Linked DNA regions of Zea mays: region 2 is linked to region 1. Evidence: chromatin contacts called from public Hi-C data. All regions are on one chromosome and are shown on one strand. Each heading gives the region's core, a stretch centred on a gene start, on an enhancer-like site or on the middle of the called end of the contact. The rest is flanking DNA. Distances are from core to core; before and after follow the strand shown. Region 1 holds the start of LOC100382733 (alpha/beta-Hydrolases superfamily protein). Region 2 holds the start of LOC100282227 (nudix hydrolase 13).

Region 1 (7,387 bases), core at 3,580-6,079:
GGTATGAATCCATAAGCTGTTTGCGTGTCCGCTCAGCCTCCAAGCACGTCGAGGCCTCGGCCCTCTCCACACGGGTCTGCAGAGCGCTGAGCCGCTCCTCTAACTGCTCGGCGCGCTGCCTGACAAGACTGCCCTACGCCCGCGCCAAATTGGCCTCCGCCTGCGCAGACTGCGCCTTGGCGAGGGCCTCATTAGCCTCCTTCCTTTCCTCCGCCAGTTGGCGCCGGAGATCAGTCTTCTCACCCTCCAGCGCGGCCACCTTATCCGCCAGCTTGCGGCACTTGCTGTCGGCGGCCGACTTTTCTCGGACGACGTCGGCATGTTGCGTCCGAAGTCTCTCGACTTCGGCAGACACAACTGCCGTCAGGGCCCCCGATGCCGCGCGGTCTGCGAAGTCAGCCGCCTACAAGACACACATAAGACCACAGCCCCAACGAAGCCGGTAAAAAACCGAAGTCTAGCTCAACGTACCTGACTTAGTGCCTCCTTCATCTCCTTCAGCCGGCGGGACACAGCACCCACCTCGTCCCTGACGGCAGTGAGTGCCGGTATCTCGCCGCCGGCACTAAGAGCACTGCCCTTCGCCCTGGGCACCACGGCAGCCGTCGCGGTCGCCACGGCAGGCGGAACAACAACAAGTTGGCCTTCGTTCGACCCTGCGACGTATCAACAGATTAAAAAAAACTCGAGCCAATGACTTACCAACAAGATAATCTTCCACACTAATGTCAGTGGCGAAGTCGGCGACACGCTTGCCCGGCGGCGACAACTCTCGGGCCGCCTTAGCAGCCTCCGGCACCCTGCTGGACACAGGGGCGGCCTTCACAAGCTTGGAACCATCGGCGGCAGCCGCCTTCGCAGCCTCCGGTGCCCTGCTGGATGTAGGGACGACCGACTTCGCCGCCAGCGGCGGCTGGCTTCCGCCGGGGGCAGCAGCCTTCGCAGCCCCCCGCGGCCTCTTCGGCGTGGCCTCATGAAGCCTGACGACCGCCTGACGCTTCTGCGAAGCTCCCTGACGATCCTTGTCCATCACTGCCGACACAACATCAGCAATATTCCGCCCGTAAGGAAACACTTTACAATCACGAACCATGCGAGATGTAAAAAAGTCTTCGCCGACCGCGCGGGGGATAGGAACATTCTTAGGCCACCAACCCCCGGTAACCCTCAGCATCCGCGTCAAAGACTCCCGGAGCTCGGGCGAAGACATCCTTCCCCTCGGGGCCGCGCATGTCCTCATCAATTCCCTAGCAAAACCATCAGAAACCCCCAGACCTCCCATAGCAATACCTAGTTTCCTCTTCTTAGAGGACGGGGCGGCCGCCGGCGCGGGGTCGTCTCCCGTCTCTACCACCGGTTTCTTCCCGCGACGATCCACATCGTCTTGGCCGGGATAACCGCCATACGGCAGACGGTTCAACTCGAAAACCCTGTTCAAGCGGTCATTGGACCCGCGAATATCCCAGCTACGCTGGCCCTCTGTCTTCGGCACGTATCGACCGACGATCTGCACCGCCCCATCCTCCGCCTCACGTACAAAGGCGGTCGGATCGCAGCTATGCAGATCCAGCACGAAGGCGAGACTTCGCACCAGCTTCCCACCATGGGAAGGCATCTGGCGAGGGCATACTTCGCCCAACGCCCAACCATGCGCCAAAGGCCATACCCCGTACGCCACAAACATCTCAACCAAATCGCGCCCGCTGCTCAGGCCGGCGGCGCACCGAAGGGCCCCTTCGTCTGCATCCTCCTCCGCCACTTCAAACGGCGGGTATGCTGAGTAATAATGCGAGCACATCTCGGACACGGGGAGCCCCAGATGGTCTTCGACTGCGCCCTCCGTGACGTAGAACCAAAACTCATGCCAGTTGCCCCACTTATTGCGGGCGCAAGGAACCAACTCAACTACCTCCATCGAGGTCTTGCCGGTCTTTGGCGTAAATGTGCAGGACCCAAACTGGGCAACTTCATTTCCGATCATCCTCTTCTGCCAGTGCAGGCAATAGTACTTCGCGAAGACTTCGACTGATGGCTGTCCGCCGTACGAAGTCGTCGCCCAGACATACTTCAACAGAGCCACCACGGCATTCGGAGTCAGCTGATGGATCTGAACGTTAAATCTGCGCAGGACTTCTCCCACAAATCGGTGCGCAGGCAGGCGAAGACCAGCGACAAAGAACGCCTCGAACACAACCAACTCGCCTTCCGGCTCGGGGACCTCCTCCGTCCCCGGGACACGAGCGACTCCGCCGCCAAAGTAACCAAGCTGCTGCATATCTTGCACGCGGACCGAGGACATCCGCGACACACCGAAATCCACCGTATCGCCGGCGCGCAACTCCTTCGCCGCCACAGTACTCAGTGTCTCCTCAGACGACGCATCGGCCGGCGGTGTAGCGGCAGCAGAAGAAGAAGAGGTCGGCATCGCTACGTACCGTCGGCGGCGGCGGGCGGTCTGCTTCACTCGGGCCAGATCTCCGGCGAACAAGAGCAAGGAGGGCAGACGAGCAGCAAGATGGTGGAAAAGGCGGCTAGGGTTTTCACGGAGCGCGGAAAGATAAAGTTCAAAACGCGCCGCCCCCCGCCCCCTTTTATACATAGGGCGCGACGCTTCGGGAAACCCGCAGTCCAACAGTACAGTGTCAATCAACGATCATGTCAAAAACCCCCGCGGAACCACTTCGAGCAAGGGCAGCGTCTCCGCCATCTAGCGACGTCTTCGACACCAGATGACTTAGTCGAACTGGTCCCTCGGAGGGCAAATGTTGGGGCGAAGGCGAAGACGCCACCCTTCGCTCGATGCCTTCGCCGTAATCGTCGGACCAACGGAGACAAGACAACAGGCAGACTCACCCTTCATCCCACATGTCATCGGACGAAGACCTGTGACGAGGTCGTCCCACCATTGCGACCTCGTCCAACATGGAGGCCCACATGTGATCCGGCCCATTGTAACAGGCCCTGCGTGGCCGCTGCGCGTTACGGGCCTAATTTGTAAAGGCATCCCTGTAATTACGGTCTGTAACCCCGCTTTATGGGAATATTCCGGGGATAACCTAGATGTCTGAGGGCACATGCGTCCTTAACACAGGACGCTGGGCACTCAGATACCTATAAATACCCCCGCACAGTGCCCTTGAGAGGCTAGATTAACAGAGCTTTTGCCATCTCGTGCGAGAACCCTGTTTACGTCAACTCTCACCCTCGTTGGATCCCCTTGCACCTGGCAGCAAGTTCCAACACTCTACAACTTATTTTTTGTTTCTTCGTGTTTCTTGGTTTAGACTTCTTTTATCTTGTGTGTTAGACTTTTATATGTTTTTGATAAATCTTGAACGAGTATTCTAATTTCTTTCTTTGAGGTGTTGATCTCCTTGATCACCTCATTGCCTTCATCCAAGTCCGAGAGCAATCAATGAAAGATATTTGAAGAAATATTTTCTAAATGTTGGCAAGAGGACTATGTTACTTCCCAAACAATAGTGGATACATGCATGCATATATAACCAAATGTATGCATGTCCTTATATGTTAGATATATAGTGAGTTGGACACCATCACTATTTAGTGCTTTTATGTTTTAGGTTCGCGTGAGTATTAACCTAAAATAGGGGCATAATATGCAAAAGTATTGACCCTACTAAAGCCGGTCAGATCGACCCCTAAACCCGTCCAAGTCGAATGTTCTGAGTCGGCCAAGTCGGATTCCTATTGCCAAGCTAACTTAGCCGGTTTTCAAAACCAGTTTGGCTAACTTTTGCTGAATTCCGAACCGATTAGTTTCCAAAATTTTTTGATGTGAGAAACTTGCAAATCACATATTTGAATTGTTTTATACTAGAATAAGACCACCTTAACATATATAAGACAATCATGAACGATTGAGATATCTAACATCCAATCGATCAAAAACAAATTTAGTATCCTTTTCCTTTCTATCTTAGTGTTCATCATGACTTCATGCGTGATTTAACGGTGTTTTTGGTGACATTGTTGATTTTAGGACAACCTCCACACACGGCTATTCGTAGAGTCCTTCGACAGAAAATAGAATCAATATCGGTTTAATTGCTCTATATATCAATTTCATCGATTCATTGAAGTTGTCCGACTGCATCAACAACTCATGCTGCCTGGTTATATGGAAAGGACATAATGTAGCAACAATGTACATCTGCACTTGCAGCTCTTTGAAAACCAACAGCCGAACATTTATGTTTATTATTATGTTAATATGTTTGGTTCTCTTTACTAAAGTTTAGTCCGTATCACAATAGAGGTTTGAATACCAATTACGAGTATTAAGTATAGTCTAATTAGAAAACTAATTATATAGATGAATGCTAAACGACAAGATGAATTTATTAAGTCTAATCAATCCATCATTAGCAGATATTTACTATAGCATCACTTCGGCAAATTATGAACTAATTAGGCCAGATTCGTCTTACCGTTTAGTCCTTATCTCTTATCTGTGTAATTGATTTTTTAACTAGACTTTATTTAGTATTCATAATTGACATTGAAACATTCGATTTGTCACGGTCTAAACTTTAGTCAGACTAACTAAACAACCCCAAAGATCATACTGTACATTACAGCCGTGCTAGCTCTAGCTCATGTTATCGTGTGACCTGATTTCTTTTGGCTTCAGCCCAGCTTGAAAGAAACAAATATGTCCGGCAAACTTACCAACCGCACAGTACAGGGACAATCAGTGCCAATCATACAGTCGAGTTGACGTCACCCCTATATATTTTTTATCGAATTTATTTCAATATAGTAAAAAAATGAACCCGTTTCCATTCCCGCTGGTCTTGATTGACAACAGCTCGATCCAACCAGAACCAGCCCAGAAAATTCGCAGCCGCCAACCACCCGACCCCACATGGCCACATCCGCGATGCCCACGCCGTGAGCCCGTGAGGCGCGCCGCTGGAGCCGCCGCAGCCGTTACTATGACCTCGCCGGCCCCCACCTCCTGGTTCTCCGGCCTCTCGCGCTCCTCCTCCACCATGGCCGGCGGCGTCGCCTCGGCCTCGGCCTCCGCCTCCGCCTCCGGCCCCGCCTCCGCGTTCCTCCCCGACGCGCCCAAGTCCGTAATCGGCGCCGGCTCCGGAGGAGGCAAGCGGAATCATCTCTGCGGGGCGCTGTTCAAGTACGGCCCCAAATCTGCGCAGGTACGGGCCGGGCGTCTCCCACCTCCCCGCGTCGCGCCGCTTTTCCCCAGGAAAGTTCTGGAATCCGAGATGGCGAGATGGAACTAGTCACAGCATTTCGCGGTTGCGTTCGTCGAGTACTTTAGGAGCTGCTAGACGGTGGAATCCGTGGCTTGGATGTTCCGTAAGTTTCCAGAAGGTCGTCGCCGCGTGCTGCCACGGCCTCTGGAAGGAGGGGATCTTTTGCGACATTCCAGATGCGAGATCTCACTTTTTAGTTTCGGAGTTCTGCTTTTGTACCAAGTGGGGCTCCTACGTTTTCTCACGCATGCCTAAAGCGTGCCTTGTGCATGTTTAGATTCCTATAGGATATGGAAGATTCTATGATGCTCAAAAAACCTCTGAAAAAGGCGGTACATTTAGCGATCCGTTTTGGCAATTTGCTGTCTGGATCTAGGGTTTAATTCTCTTTGGGTAATGTTACACGGCTATGTCCCTTTTGCTGCTTGCCTCTTAGTTTCTGTGACATTTCCGGCTGAAGGCAGTGGTCGTCCTTATGCACCATGGTTATTCTTGTGGTTTGCTTGCTTCCTATCTTTAGCGCTCTTGCTTTTCACCATGGATTTTTTTAATCATGCCGAGTTTCTATTGTCTGGTAGAAGACTGTATTTTAGTTCTTTATTTATTGTTACAATCAGGTCTGTACTAAGGTGACTTCGTACATGCTTGTGGCAATTTTTACTACTTTTGGACTTGGGACACCTGTAATTGCATTTGCAGCTCCAATAAGATCAATTGTTTCTCAGCTTTTAGAACATAAGAATGACAATCATACCCACTAGTATTCTTGGGAATCTTATTCTGCAGGGAAATACCTTGTATTTCGTTTTTTTGGTCTGGATAGATTTGCAACCCTTGAAAGTTATGGTACAGATGCCTCTATGTTCAGTTCTTTTGAGTGCTGTGTGGTTTCTTCAATATCTTCTTTTTTTTTAAAAAAAAATCTGGAGTAAACCTAAGCTAACTCTTTTTGGATATATTTTGCTAGTGCTGCATTAATCAATGGCTTTGTGCTATAACTTCACTTTTCTTCTTTCAGGTAGCATTCAGGACTGGGGATTTTAACCATCAGGTGATCTTCATTGGTGGCCTCACAGATGGGCTTTTAGCTACTGAGTAAGTCGAAATAGTATTTTCTGCCCCCCCCCCCCCCCCCCCCCGATACTTGAGATTGCATAAATTTGATCATAATATTTCAATTTAACACCTACTCTTCCAAATCATAAGATCCTTTGACTTTTCTAGATTCATAATTTGTACTACGCATCTAGATATACATTATGTCTAGATACATAATAAAAACTATGTATTTAGAAATGCTAAACCATCTTATAATTCGGTACAGAGGGAATACTGAATTTGGAAACAAAGGCTGTCATGATGTAACTATGTTGCACCATGGTTTATATCGATAAATAAGGTTACGTAAACTTGAAATGGGCAATAATTTTTTTTCTTGAATGGGAACTGAAGAATTTATTTATCATGCAAACATATTCAGGTATTCTTGCATCCTTTGCTGTTTCTTGGATCTTACTGTAAACTACTAAATTGACTTCAAAGTCTATGGAATTTAGGTTAGTAGCGTTGGTGCCATGCGTGCACACTAGTAACAGCTTTGTTCATCTAGGTGATGCCACAATCTTATAGTTGACATGTGATTCTTGTAGTGTTTCATTTTCTTGTGTTCTACCATCTCCACCTGCCATGAATTGGTATGATTAATATGATAAGTATATGATATTTTGGCTAAGTGCTATCCATCACTGTGAGAACTTAAATAATGCTTGTAACAAAGATTTGTTGCGAAGTAATTGTAACTTTTGGATCACTCAAGGCATGTTTCCTTAAGCTCATAATGATACTTGCTAAAAAATTGATAAAAATATTAATGGGAAAAATAAAACAAAATCTTTAGATGTGAAATAACCTCAAAGCCAATACATCTTACTCCACTTCTGTTTAATATACTTTTGACACATGCCTTATCTATTTTTATATTATTAATTACTATTAAATTCCTTTTCACTACGATTAACTGATTTTTGAGAACTTACAGTTACTTGGAACCATTGTCACTTGCATTGGAGGTTGAGAAATGGTCCTTGGTACAGCCATTGCTTTCTTCATCATACACTGGATATGGAATTTCCAGCTTACAGCAAGTA
Region 2 (7,387 bases), core at 3,325-5,824, 210 kb before region 1:
GTTATAGATTTCAAGTTATGACTTTCCTAAGGTTTTATGCATTTAATATAGGGTTAGGTGAGAAATAAATTTTAATGTGTATTTCATGTAAAAACAGTGGTACTATTTGATAGAGAATAATATTACAAAATTATAGGAACTGGAATGGTCCAAATTGGAGTTCATATGAATTTCCTACAATTTAAACAAGTTTCTGCAATTAAATTTGTACTAAAAACCATTTTCTAAACTATTTTCCTGGTTTTATTAATTTTCTGGACTGGGCGTCAATTTCTGGTAAGCGTAGGGGTTTCGGTGTAATTATTTCCAAGAGTCAGAGAATCCCACAACGGACGGCGGGTTGATTACCATAAAACAGAGGGGCCTATATGCTAATACGTCCCGCAAAGGGGGTAAGTTTATATCTCAGCCACACGATCCACAATGGGTGGCCCAGATTAGACTACACCCACACCGAAACGGTAAGCGAGGAAGGCCCTCGGATCACGATCTAACGACCTAGGTTTAATGAATCCTAGCCTACTCACCGCCCTCCGATCCCGATCGGTCGGCCCATCTCGTTTTCGGCTAGGCAGGTCACCACGAGCCGATCTCAGCCACACACAGCCGATCAGACGGCCACCAGCTCATCCCATATTCCAACCAGAGACGACGGCGCCGCCCAAGGAGCACGGTGGAGGATCGCCGGCGTACACCCGATCTCGCCTCCCCAGTGCTATCTACTACCCGATTTCTAGTGCAATGTCAAGAGCAGTGAATTGCGAAGTTAGTAGTAGCGCCATACCAGGGGATTAGGCTCCCAGGGAGTTCGCCCTCGCTGTGCGGCGGCTCGGCCGCGGAAGCCGAAGTCCGGTGAGAGATTCCGGCGTATTGGGCCCCAAAGAGCCACGAGTAAGGTGTGACTATCCTCCCGTAGACTCCGCGGACCACTCAGGCGGTTGCCGAGAGCTTGGCGACGTCGAGGCTGGGTTCGTCTACGGCGGCGGTCCGCGGTCCAGCCACCCTCAATCGCTCGGTCAATGGTGGCTTGCGAGGTACTGGGAGAGGCTATGGTGCCGAGGATCAACTATATAGACCCCAGGAGGTCGATCCGAAGAATCCCGCAACGGTGACCCGATTACCCCGCGGCACCGCGCATCACGGAGGTCGCTTCGCAGCGCGTGGAAGACGACGAACTCTGTTCTGCGTATGGCGTCCACAAGGTACGGACTCACTGACAATGTGGACCCTGTTGTCCGCGACACTAGCGACTTCAATGCGCACGGCAGGGATGACGCTGACCAGTGGGGACAACCAGCCAGGGAGCACAGGGGAAACGCGGCAGCGGTCGCGAGGGCAGGCCGTGCCGCACGGTATCGCCCTGTTGGGCCGAAATGGTGATTACGGCCCGACCAACTCCTTTTCTCTTTTCTATTTTCCCTTTTCTATTCTTAGATTTTAGATTTGAATTCAAAGTTTTGTGGCAAACTTACACTAAATTTTGAGTGTATAATTTGAGTCATACCATAATGTGATGCAGTTATTTAATTATAATATTATTTATTTGCATATTCTATTTATTTATTTATATCCTTCTTATTTTTCTTTCTCCTTTTTCCTCAAATCTTCTTCTCACTATATTTTATTTTTTTATTCATATTATTATTGTTTTTAATGCACACACAAAAGTTCCAAAATGATGCAATGGTTTATTTGTGTCGTAGTGAAGTTTTTTTCATTTTTAAACATGACCAGTCACATGTGATGATAAATGGAGATGCACATACATTCAAAGGAGACAATTCCTCCTTTTATTCTCCCTTACAATATGAGTATTACAACTCCATCACCGCCAAATCACTCAAAGTATACTCGGACGATGGGATGGCCGACGACGCACTTGCAGCAGACGAAGAAGAGGACATTGCTATGTACCGTCGGCGGCGGCGCGCGGTCTGCTTGACACAGGCCAGATTTCCGAAGCGGGAGAGCAAGGAGGGCAGACGAGCAGTTGGCAAAAGCTAGGGTTTTCTACAGCGCAAACAAAAGCTGGAAATAGACCCGGCCGCGATCAGCTTTTTAGGCACAACGCAACGCCTCGGGAAACACACGGTCCAACAGTGACACGTCCATCAACGGTCACATTTCAAAAACCACCGTGGGACCAATTCGAGCGAGGGCAGCGTCTTCACCATCCAGCGGCGGTCTTCGGCACCAGCTGACTTGGTCGAACTGGTCACTCGGAGGGCAAATGTTGGGGCGAAGGCGAACACGCTACCCTTCGCTCTACGACTTTGCCTTCCCATCGCGCAGATGAAGGCCACATCCACAGAACGCGTCAGAACAAGACGAAGGCGCCGACCGGACGGAGACCTGTGCGGTCCCCTTAGCCCTCAGGTTGTAAGACGAAGGCTTTGTCGAAGTCTACGGGTCTCCCACGTCGTCACCGCCCTGGGAGGCCCATGAGGATTCGGCCCATGGTAATGGGCCCCGCGAGGACAAGCGCGATAAGGGTCGTGTCTGTAATAGGGTTTACCGTAATGACCGCCTGTAACCTCCCCTCGTGGGAATATTCTGGGAATAAACTGGGTACTCGAGGGCATAAACGTCTTTGGCAAGGACAGACGGCCACTCGAGTACCTATAAATACCCCCGTACAGTGCCCCGCTACAGTAAGAAACAAAGCTTTTGGCATTCCATACCCAACCTTACAAGCACATTTTCCATTTCCCCGTTGGATTAACATGTCGAGGCGAACATGTTCTCAACAAGCCGTTTTAGGTCTTATTTTTTATGTCTATATTCAACTAGATAAAGATGAATCTAGACACATATATAAAACACATACGTTAATTATTGTATGAACCTATGAATTGACTAAAACGAATTTTAATTTGAAACGGAGGAACTGAACAACTAACTATTAACTAATTTATTAAAAATAGCTAATAACTAAACTATTAGCTAGAGTGTTTAGACGTCTCTAGCTAATTTTAGTCAATAACTATTATCTCTAGTACATTCAAACACCCTCTACATACAATTAAGAGATAATATGTATGTAGAGTCGTGAAGAGACGAGCTCTTTGCGAAGAGATCGTCTCTTATATATTTTTTCAATTAACTCCCTAGAGATTAGGGATGGCAACGTGCACATTTTACCCGCGTGCCCGCGGGTAAAAACCATATATGGTGTGGGTTTGGATGTGAGTTTGTATCCGCGTGTACGAGCGTGGGTTTGATTCTCAATCCAACAGGTTTTTTCTCGCAGGTATGAAAACATTGTACCCGTGCACGCAAACCCGTATACCCGCAGTTAATATATATATGTTTATGTATATATATGTATATGCATATATATATTTATATAGGTGTGCATATATATATATATATATATTTGTATAATATATGTATATAAATATATGTATATATACATGAGATGTATAAATGTATGTGTATAATTATGGGCCCGTGGGTATGTCCACGAGTTTGTGGTATCCGTGGGTAGCGGGTATGAGTAGCATATTATACTCGTCGCGGGGTGACAAGTATGGGTGCGGGTCTGTAAACGCTCTACCCGCGAGTTTCAAACTTGTTGCCATCCTTACTATAAATATCTTTAAAAACCCATATATTAGATGGGTTACACATGCCCTTAGGCCATGTTTGTTTTCTATCCCATTTTTAGAATCTCATTGCAAATTAAACACCTCCTTAATTTTGCATTGGATTTTATACCAGAATCGTACAATCTTTCCATAAGTTGATAATGAGATTTGCATTAGATTTTGTGCATTATCCAGATTCTAAAAATCCATCGGGAACTAAACGCCACCTTACTCATCCTTATCTCTTATTTTTTAAACTCTACATTTTAAATATTACACGGTTATATACATGATATGCTAATTTTTCGTTTTAGTCTTAATCTATATAGATTGGACGTTGGCTTAAATATATAGTAAGTCAAAAAAATTAATTTTTTTCTAATCCTATTTAATTCACATTGGCCACACATACTGGTGAGTAGGGACTAGGGATGACACCAACATGCGGGAGAACTCGACAAACTGAGTATTTTTTTTTTCGGATTATAACATTGCCAAGAGCTTGCTTCGCTGGAATGGTATTCCGAACTGGTATTATATGCTTGTGGAGTTTGCTATTTTGGTACTATGTTGGTGATGGTTTGTCTTTGAGATTAATGTCGCTCATGGTTTGTGCTTCAACGGTCGGTAGAGCTATCCATCAGTTCACAGGCAGAACACAATCTAGTCATGTTTAACACAAATGGGTGAGCTGTCGCTTCTGTAAGAAATGTAAACAATATAGAATTTGGGTAAAAATCTCGCACATTTTTTTATACATAAATGGATTATAAGACTGTTTATAATCTAGCGTTCGGTGAAATTCTTATGCGTTTCCAGTCGTCTTAATTTTTTTAGAGGTGCCATAGGGGTGAAGTGTGTGTATTCATATATTTGTATCATGATAAAAACATATAAAAATTGAAATTCTTAAAAGCTGTAAAAAGAATTAAAAAACCACCACACAAAATACAAAAAATATAAACGAGAAAACAAAGGAAAGAAAGAAAAAGAAAAGAGAGGGAGAGGAAGCGAGCGGCTGGGCGCCCCAAGCCCCACATGGTGCAGCGAGGTCCACGCTAACAACTTCTCGACCTTGGCCTCCCACGGCTCTGCCGCATTGCCGCGCGCCGCCGGCCGGCACTCGCCGTCCTGACGCGAGAAGGAAGATGCTCTAGGAAGTTGGGGGCCTGGCTAGGGACAGCCTGTGTCCCGCCGTGGGATCGGTGGGAGAGGGGGAGGCAGGCATGTGTGATCTGGTGGCCCGCACGGGCCGGCACCTGCAGCGCTACGAGAACGGCCGTCGCCTTGTGGCCGGGTGCGTCCGTAAGGGGAGCCCCCCCTTCCCTACCCCCAACCACCACGGCTCTTCTCCCTCTGCCTTCTCGCATCCACACACCAAAGACATCAGGCGTTTTTATCTGCCCTCGATTCGATCTGATTGGGTTTGTCCGGTTGCGGTGCTTGCTTGGTTGGGCAGCTTAAAGGTTCGCTATGCTGGGAGCGTTTGCTTACCAACTGGAATGGATGCATGTGGCCTTGTTGGGCTGCGACTATCCTGTGTTTTACTGCTGCTTCTGTTGGGAGTAGGGTCGACCTCTCTGGCTGATTAATTGTCCTGGATTGGTCATAATCGGTGAATAGTAGCCTGTTTCTGTGTCATTAGTCATTAGTACATTAGTTTCTTCACCTGACATGTAAGGGCCCATTCGGCACTTCTTTACCGTTTTATTATTCATTAGTCCTGCACTAAATTTCATGTCATCACAAGATACTGTCAGCGTAAAGGACATCTGTTTTGTCCACAATTGCGTCGTTGTAGAATGAATCGCCTGTGGACTGATGGGTCTATTAGAATCAGTTGCGTAGAAGAGGCCATTTGGCATTGGATAATGTAGGCATATGTTCTCTGTAGCAGATTCTTATTCTAGGTTGGCGCAATCCGATTAGTTTTATGCATGACATAAGCGCAGTATGTCATGTTCCGTCCTTCTAGACCATTTTTATATCTTATCTAAAATTATGCATTAAATTTTAGGAAGGAATCCCATTTTTAATTCGTTTTGCGATGTACAAACACTGTTGAAAGAAACGGATAGATTTCTAGATTAAAATATATAGATAGGTGCACGACTTGAGCCAAATGGCAGAGATTGTTTAGACCATGGAAAGAGGTCAAGTTATCCTGTAGTCTGTTGGGAATTCCTGTTCCAATGAGTACAGTTAGGTACTTTTATTAGAGGTTACATAACATCAGGTAAAACAGCTGATTTGTCTTCTTGCTGCTTCATTGTTTGCTGACCATCAATGGCAAAATGTCACTGTTGTTTGTTACATTAATGTTTCCTGTTGGTGATGTGAGCATTCTTTGTTTTTATACTTTTATTCTTTCAAGTGGATATAGACTTAAGCGTGCAAATATTTTGCAGCACTAGTCCAATATTTTACCAAGGTGTCTGGAAAACCATCACTTAGTTTACTTTCTGCTTGTACTGAACTCTGTTTAATTTTACTCCATACAAACATAAGTTGATATGCAGTCTACTGAGCACTGTAAACAAAGGACTTAAGTTTATAGTTTCTACTGCTATGAAGTAACCAATGGCATCATCTTCTGCGCTAAGCATTTGTTTTTGCTTCAGCAAATGGTTATGTGTACACTGCAGCAAGAAATATACCTTGGGGGTTTTGCCAATACCTTTTAGTTGAGTGTGATTTGTGCATGTAATTTTGAGTGCTATGGTTGTAGACACAGTCTCTTGTAATAATGTGAATCTTGCAATGTGTTTCACTTGTCTCATTCTTCTTCCTTGTTTATATATAGGTGCATACCATTCAGATATAGGGATATTAATGATGGAGCTTCTGATGATGAACAAAAGAAACTTGTTGAAGTTCTCATGATCAGCTCCCAAAGTGGACCGGGTCTTCTATTTCCAAAGGTATGATTAATGTAAATAAACAACTAACCATATATCACATCATTCACATAATTGTCACAGTATGATGTATGGAAAATCAGAAATTTGAGCATTTTTTCTGTGATTTAGCTTAACAAAATAAAAAGGGAAAACCCAGTGCCAGAAGCTCCCACATGAGTGTGATTTTGCTTAACAAAATAGCTTATATGAAATTAGTTAGGCTATAGAGATTTTGTCAGTTCTATTGAGTTTTTCTTTGTTTGGCATCATGCTCATATTGATAATTAGCTGTCTATTAATGCAATGTGTGCCACCGCTTGTGGAAGATATATTACTTTGATTAACTAGATACTAAGAAATCAGGTGCCAATGAGCGGTCACTTAAGTCATTCAGTTGTAGCAGGAAGATATCCAAGTGCCAAGTGCCAACCTTATGATGCTCTTGCATTTAAACCTCTACATTTAACCATTTGTCATATATGTTGTATGCAGTTCTCTTATCACCATGATAGTGCCTATTTGGTTAATATACATTTGTAATTTGTTGATGCAGGGAGGCTGGGAGAATGATGAAACTGTTGAAGAGGCAGCTGCAAGGGAAGCTATCGAAGAAGCTGGAGTGCGAGGAGATTTAGTGGTGAGATATTGTTTCTATGTTTATTTGATACAACATTAGTACCCCTCCCACCCAAAGGAAAAAAAGGGAAAAGGAAAAGTGTGTTTGTGTGTGTGTGTGGGGGGGGTATGTTAAGGCGATGGGCCCTGATAGTATCCCAATTGAGGTATGGAAATGGTTCAGGGACATAGCTATAGTATGGCTTACCATATCTTACGGCCAAACAAGATGTTTGATGAGTGGAGAAGTATATTGGTACTTGTTAGAATACCCGTTTAGGGTTT

What was found. A called contact is a pair of places that touch in the nucleus more often than the background predicts.
Region 2: a contact with region 1 is called in a Hi-C map of tassel, with 2.1 times the contacts expected there. The contact joins the promoter of LOC100282227 here to the promoter of LOC100382733 in region 1. A contact is called at or near these places in 3 of 25 Hi-C or Micro-C datasets (ear, leaf and tassel).

Annotation. Positions count from the first base shown.
Region 1 is chr7:20,130,135-20,137,521 of Zm-B73-REFERENCE-NAM-5.0, reverse strand. It overlaps LOC100382733 (alpha/beta-Hydrolases superfamily protein), which reads left to right and starts at 4,829. Exons shown (of 9, transcript NM_001175452.1): 1 at 4,829-5,180; 2 at 6,259-6,335; 3 at 7,279-7,384. The coding sequence starts at 4,959.
Region 2 is chr7:20,336,376-20,343,762 of Zm-B73-REFERENCE-NAM-5.0, reverse strand. It overlaps LOC100282227 (nudix hydrolase 13), which reads left to right and starts at 4,574. Exons shown (of 4, transcript NM_001155139.1): 1 at 4,574-4,884; 2 at 6,391-6,508; 3 at 7,041-7,124. The coding sequence starts at 4,814.